2 separate regions of the Mus musculus genome follow, and region 2 is linked to region 1. The links are chromatin contacts, called in public promoter capture Hi-C maps. All regions are on one chromosome and are shown on one strand. Each heading gives the region's core, a stretch centred on a gene start, on an enhancer-like site or on the middle of the called end of the contact. The rest is flanking DNA. Distances are from core to core; before and after follow the strand shown. Region 1 overlaps Hipk2 (homeodomain interacting protein kinase 2). Region 2 holds the start of Adck2 (aarF domain containing kinase 2).

Evidence for each region. Promoter capture Hi-C pulls out the DNA fragments that hold promoters and counts their contacts.
Region 2: a promoter capture Hi-C map of liver shows a contact between it and region 1, with 2.2 times the contacts expected there. The contact joins the promoter of Adck2 here to the enhancer-like site in region 1. A contact is called at or near these places in 4 of 39 promoter capture datasets (3T3-L1-derived adipocytes, hippocampal neurons, liver and 1 more).

The regions. Positions count from the first base shown.
Region 1 is chr6:38,859,253-38,862,942 of GRCm38.p6, forward strand. All of the region lies in intron 1 of Hipk2 (homeodomain interacting protein kinase 2), which reads right to left. Among named protein-coding and RNA genes, the nearest start is that of Hipk2, 15 kb to the right of the region's middle. Within about 2 kb of position 1,274, at least 2 of the 459 cell types and tissues checked have an H3K27ac peak or open chromatin away from gene starts, as enhancers often do. A contact at or near this core is called in liver, where this site is marked.
Region 2 is chr6:39,572,111-39,575,557 of GRCm38.p6, forward strand. Adck2 (aarF domain containing kinase 2) reads left to right here and starts at 1,766. Exons shown (of 8, transcript NM_178873.3): 1 at 1,766-3,096. The coding sequence starts at 2,191.

The DNA of each region.
Region 1 (3,690 bases), core at 24-2,523:
TACAGAAACCTCAGCCGACTCACGTGGCAGGTTTAAGAGTCTATCCAGCAACTGCACAGGGCTAACGGACTACAAGGAAGTTCACAACTAGGTAGGTACAGGACAGCAGCCTGCAGTGAATGCTGACTTCAGTGTATCAGATTCAAAAGACATTTCAATTATGGAAATACAGTATGAACAAATTATTAAATAAGCTTTGCTGAAATATAAAATTAGCAAGAAAAAAGATTATAAAATGACTAACATTATGTCATTTAAATTTTTTCATATTCCTATTTATAGAGAAAGACCTGAAAAGTCTGGCTATGGTAATATCTAATAAGAGTGATATTTTAAAAGCATGAGGAAACCTGTAGCAGCAGCAGGAACATGCGTTGTACACCTATTGCTTATTTCTAATGTTCTATACTGCAGTGTTTCAAAGGCGTTAAATAAAGCTTCAAGATTCCCATTAACCTATAAAAGCCCATCTGAAATATTATCTTCCTGGTAGCATGCAGGATTCTTGGAATAACAGAATAATCTCCACATTGGAGCACCATTGCTTAGATCATTCTCTGGCAAATCAAAGATTTTTTTTTTCCTAGATGGTAGGATTTCAATAAAAATAAAGCACCTACCAGTTGAGGTCTAAGAGGGATAAAAGTGGAGCAGAGTGGATTTTCACAGGGCCAGCTGAAATGCCTCCACAAGCAATAATACTTCACTTCCACCTCCCCACCTGAAAACCTCACCAATGAAGTCCAAAAGGCTCAGGGGAAATGGAAACTAACAAACTTCCCATAGCACTCCTGTCTAGGAGAGAGCTGACTTACCAAGACAGGCCTGATGACAGAGCATCTGCCTCAGAATTGCCCTCTGACAATAAAGGCACAACTTCACAACCATGGACACCGTAATTTTTGTTTGGAATCAGCACTGCATTTTTCTACTGCAGCAACATATAAAATGTGTGTGAACACACCTTATAGTGTGATTGTCTACTGACTTAGCATCTCTGTAGTGCATAACTATAATATGGTGGACACCACAGAGACTGTCACAACACACTCCTCTCCTATTGGAGTCTGCAGCCTCATGGAAGAAGAAAGTGGAAAACAAGGTCACCCAAACCAATGATACCTGAAAAGGTTACATTATGAATGAAAAACAAATGAACAAAAAACAAAACAGGGTGTTCTGATGTTGGAAATCAGCATGTGATTGACAGTGAGGGCTAGGGAATGTCAGGGGCAGGGAGTAACATTTGGACTCTGACTGAAGAGTGAGTAGGAGCTTGCCAGGTACTCCATGCAGAGAGACTGTACATAATGGCATGGAGCAGCAAACCCCGAAACAGGACAGCCACAGAACTGAAAGAGTCAAAATAATGGCATCAAAGGAGACTGGAGAAATAAGCAGGGAGCGCTGTGACCTCTGCTATTCTACAGAACTGTACTGAAAGTGGATGGGAAGCACTTGCATATCTGAAGTGGCAGAGTGACAGATCTAACATTCACTTAATATCATTGTGGTACATTGGGACATGCTGGAGAGACTCAAGATTGAGCATGAGAGATGGCGTGGTGGCACATGCCTTTAATCCCAGCACTTGGGAGACAGGGCAGGCAGATACTTGTGAGTTCGAGGCCAACCTGGTCTACATCACAAGACTGTTGAAATGGACTATGTTGAAATACTTGTCTCAAAATAAACAAAACAAACTTTAAAAGAAAAGGGGGAGAAGGAAGAGGAGGAAGAGGAGAAGGAGGAGGAAGAGGAAGAGGAGGAAGAAGAGAAGGAGAGCCATGAGTAGCCAATTTAGGAAGCTAGATCATGCGGCTGGGAGACAACTGTAAAAGGCTAGAGGCACAATCACGAGGACCTGAGTTCATCCCAGCATCCAAAATGGGTGCAGTAATGCATACCCATGATGACCCCTCTGCTGGGGAAGCTGAAATAGGCAGGTTCTAGGAATTACTGGCTAGCCAGTCCAGCCAAATCAGTGAGTTCTGTGAAAGACTGTCTCAAGAAAACAGAACGATTACACAGACACCTGACATCAACCTCTAACATTCACCACAGGCACATGCATGCATGTACACACACACACACACACACACACACACACACACACACCAAATCAGTCAAAATAACAGAGTATTTAATAACAGAGTAGGTTAATGGTGCCCAATTCAGCTCAAAGTATACTTTTGCAAATAAAATATAGCCCACCTTTCTGTTGCTTCCACATGGCAACTACAGTACGCGCAGTGTTGCCCAAAGTCCAAGAGATATATTATCTGGACCTTTATTGAGAAAGTTTGCCAGTCCCAGGGTAGGTATGACAGTAGGAACAATTGGGTTCACAAGTCACAGTCCACCTTCCTTACTCAGGATTCTGTGCTGTAAATTCATCTGTTCACTAAAACTGGTTTGCAATTCCAAAATCAATACTCAGGGCACTTTCTCTCATTCCTATGCAATAGCAGAATAGCTGGGAGGCCATGCTGCCCTCATGTGTGCCTAGCTGAAACCCAGCAAAGTGATGCTCTGACTTCTTATTTCAGCTCTTACATAGGGAACAACTGCCCTATATACCATATATGGTACTTTTTTTTTTTTTTTGGTCTTTTTGTGGTTTTTTTTATTTGTTGATTTTGCTGTTTAAAAATGCTAAAGATTTTTGTTTTTGTTTTTGTTTTTGTTTTTTGGGGTTTTTTTTTTTTTTTTTTTTTGGTTTTTTAGAGACAGGGTTTCTCTGTGTAGATCTTGGCTCTCCTGGATCTCACTCTGTAGACCAGGCTGGCCTCAAACTCAGAGATCCGCCTGCCTCTGCCTCCCGAGTGCTGGGATTAAAGGTGTGCACCACCACTGCCCGGCTAAAAATGCTGAAGTTTTAAACACTGTGATGAGGTATTCATATGAGCTTCAAGATATAAGAAAGATGTGCTGTTCCTTATGAGAAAAAAGCATGCATTTGATAAGCACATTTGGGCTTTAGTTACAGCATTGCTGGCTGTGAGTTCAGTGGTTAGCAAGATAGCTCAGCAGTTAAAGCACCTGTCACTAAACCTGGTAACCTAAACTCAATCCCTGCAACCCAGGTATTAGTAGACGGAAAAAACAACTCCGAAGTTGACCTCTGACCTCCACACAAGCCATGGAATACATACATATGTACATACATATACATGTGTGTGTATGTACACATATATATGTATGTATATGTGTATATATATATATGCATTCCTCCTCCTTACCCTCTTACCCTCTTTTCCACACACACGAACATACAAACACACACACAAATAAATAAATAGAAGTTAAAATTGTCTGTAAGCAGAAACATACAAAAACATTGTTACAAAATGTATGTACTAAATTACATCATTACATGAATGTTACTTTATGTAAAACACCAATGTTAATGATGCCATGTAGAGATCAATTAAAAATATGACCAAAAACTCACAGGAAATTAGTCCTATAATTTCTCTACCAATAATGGCTCCCTGTTCATTAATTCAGGGTTCACAGCAACTTTACAGAACATAATAACTACAGCTAATAATGAGAATGGCCATACTTAAGAAGCAAAAAAAAAAAAAAAATCAGTAAAAAGCAGTGATGGATTAAATAGAAAGTAAACAAAAGCGTGAATGATTCCACTGTTTCTGAGGTCCACTGCTGTGTGGAATGGATTGGGTG
Region 2 (3,447 bases), core at 516-3,015, 710 kb after region 1:
GATGGACTCAGAACAATTCAAGTCTTCTGTGAACAACTTTGGGGCAGAACAGGCAAGTGAGTCAGGAGAAAGGGGATACTTTGTAATTAGTGCCTGCCCACATTTCTTTTTCTTTTCTAAAAATTCTTATTAGGTAGATTTATTTATTTTATATTATGTGTGAGTGTTATACATGTATATGGGTCTGAGCACAGACCCCCCTGGAACTTGTTCATTAGGAATGGCTGTAAACCCCATGCGGGTGCTAAGAATGGAACCCAGAGCCTTTGCAAGAACAACTAGTGCTCTTAACCACTGAGCCATCGCTCTCCAAGCCCTATTTTGCTTTTTTGAAACAGGGTCTCACTATGTAGTCCCTGTTGGCCTGGAGCTTGCTATACAAAGCAGACTGACCTCCAACTCACAGATTTTGCCCACCCCTTCCTTCCCTTCCCTCCTTCCCTCCTTCCTTACCTCCCCCTTCCTTCCTTCCTTCCTTCCTTCCTTCCTTCCTTCCTTCCTTCCTTCCTTCTTTCCTTCCTTCCTTCTTTCCTACTGGAATTGAAAGTGAGGGCACCGTGCCTGACACCTGACCACATTTCAAAGCAGTGTAAGGCATCATGTCTGCCTTGGGAAACCCAAAGGGTGTACCCCATCTTTTAGAGTTAGGAACTGGACTGTTATTGACCATACAGGAAGAGCCATTGGCCACTCCACTATTCCTGACTGTTAGTGGCCCTGATCTTACCTTTGGAGAAATTACTATATCTTCTGAGCCTTCTGGATGGCCAGGGGGTGTGTGTCTTGAGGTTGAATGACATGTCCAGTGATAGGAACCCTGGCCTTGTCCTTGTTTCTCTTTTTCTATAATCCTTTTCACCTGGGATGTCTTTAAATCTACCCTTGGTCAGACTTTTGTGCAAATTTCTTTCCACACAGGGACAAAAGCTGTTGATAGGTAGTAGGGACTGTGGTGCCCCAGGGCAGGCAGCTTTTTAAGTTCCAGAGCGCTGAGAAGAAATTGCAAGCCCTTTCCCTGGCTATGTAGGCTCAGTTCCCATGCTCTATCACCTACACACACACACACACACACACACACACACACACACCCCTCAGAACATCAAAAGTCTTTCCTACTTTGGAACTTTTATTTGGCTCCTCTCCCAACACCCTTTTTTTCTTCTCCAAAGTAGCCCAGCCTATGATTCAACCAGCTCCTCACTGCTTCTGTGGCCCTTGCTACATTTTTATTTCTATGACATTTATTTTGTATGTGGGGGACACGACTTAAAAGGAATTGGTGACATCCTTCCTTCATGTAGGTTCCACGGATCGAACTCATTTATTTCGTTGGGCTTGACATAAAATAATATCGTTACCTATCTAGTTTAGTATATATTCTTGTGACTCAACAAATATTAAATTAAATTCAAGAAAGACCTGATTTGGCTCAATAAGTCTTAGTTAAGTGTATAAGCCATTCCCTAAGGTCTAAACACCGCCGCTAAGTCAGCGTAGCCTGAGACTCAAGAACTCAGCAGCTGAAAAATCTGTCCTTCCTTTGGACCCACTTGTAATATTCAGTGTAGTTTAATATTTCTAGGATTTAAGCTACGAGGCTGTGAAGAGGAAAGGCAGACGCGGAAAAGAGGGCTACAGAGCTCGCGTCTGCGTTTTTTCTCTAAATCATCACAGGAACTCGATGTGCCCAGGCGCTTTTGCCCTAGTTCGCGCCGTGGCCCCTTTAAGGAGCATGTCGTGGGCAGAGAGGGCGGAACCAGGTACCGGAAGCTGGGAGCAGCGCTGGCCCGGACGCTTAGTGCTCTCTCTCTCTGCCTGGTTGTCACTGCCCGCTCTGTGCAGGTCCCGAGCCATCGGCTCGGCATCTCCGCCGCCCCCCGGGAGCCTGGCCCGTGAGCCCGCCGGAGCGCGCCTCTCAGGTCTTCCCGCGGCCCTCTGAGGCTTCGTCGTTCTCTCTAGGCCGCGGGTCCGCATCTCCGTCCCTGGCGCTCGGCGACTCCCTGCACTCTGAGCTCTGGCGCTGGACAGCTTGTCACCCGTGGTCCCCGGCTCAGGTCCCCGTTATCCCTCCCCTCCTGGGCTGCGCTAGGGGGCGCGGTCCGACTCATCCCCGCTTCGGCACGGAGCGTCTCCACAATGGCTTCCCTTTAGGTAGAGAACAAGCAGTCTAGGCCAAGGGGTCTAGAGAGGATGGTGACCCCCTGGCGTTTGTCTGTCAGGGTCTGCTTGTCACACTTAAGATGCTTTGAGTTCAGAAAGGAACTTGGGCATTCCAGACCCCTGGGATGCTCTCGCAATGCCAGACTATGTTGGTTTCTGCTAGGTACTTTGCCCAAATTAATCTCAGCCCATGGCAGTGTTGGAGAGGGGGCGCCTGGCAGCTTGTGCCAGAGAAAGACTCACTGGAGTGACCTGGCGGAAAATGGACTAGTGGAGAAGGTGGCCCAAGAAGGGCCTCTGGCCCGCGTCTTACTGTGTCTCCGCCTAGGGCTCCGCGCTGGTGTGCTCTTGGCGAAATTCTTCCCCCTCCTCTTCTTGTACCCTCTCACCTACTTGGCCCCTGGCCTCTCCACCCTCTGGCTCCATCTGCTTTTCAAAGCTACAGAGACCTCAGGCCCAACATATATCAAATTGGGCCAATGGGCCAGCACCCGGCGCGACCTCTTTTCAGAGGCTTTCTGTACCCAGTTCTCCAAGCTGCATGTCCAGGTGACCCCCCACCCTTGGGCAAGGACGGAATACTTACTCCAGCAGGCATTTGGGGAGGATTGGGGCAGCCTCCTCTTTTTCGAGACCCGGGAACCTGTAGGTTCAGGTTGTGTGGCCCAAGTGTACAAAGCGTTCGCTAGTATTTCCTTGTTGGAGGAAGACAGGATCTGGAGACTTGGGGAGCTCTCTGCCCCAGGAACCAGGGCCGTGGTGATGCAGAGAGAGCCCTTTATGAAAGACCGGAAGCCTTCAGAAAACCTTGCCGACGAAGCATTTCTAGAAAAACTGCTTCTTCCTAAAGCTGACCTTGGTGGGTCAGAAGTGGGTGTGTCTCAGGCTCCCTGGCATCTGCCTAAGTCAGATCACCTCATCCCAGTGGCAGTGAAAGTAAGTGCTCTCAGACCTTGCCTAGCACTTTAATCAAGTACCTACCCACTGAGCTGTCTGCCCCAGATCCGAAAGAGACCCTCGTGAGGGGCACATTGCTTTCTGTTCTAAGACTGAGTATTCCTTCTCCAAAAATGCTTGGGAATGGGAGCGTTTTGGATTTCATACGGTTCTGGATTGTAGAGCATTTGTATATCTTGGATGAGATAGCCTGGGATAGGACCCAAGTCTAAACACGAAACGTGAAATTCATTTATGTCTCACACACACACTCCACAACTTAGACATGTAGACTATAGGTCATTTCATGAAGTACTTTTAGTGCACCTGTGTAATGACCTTGCATCACCT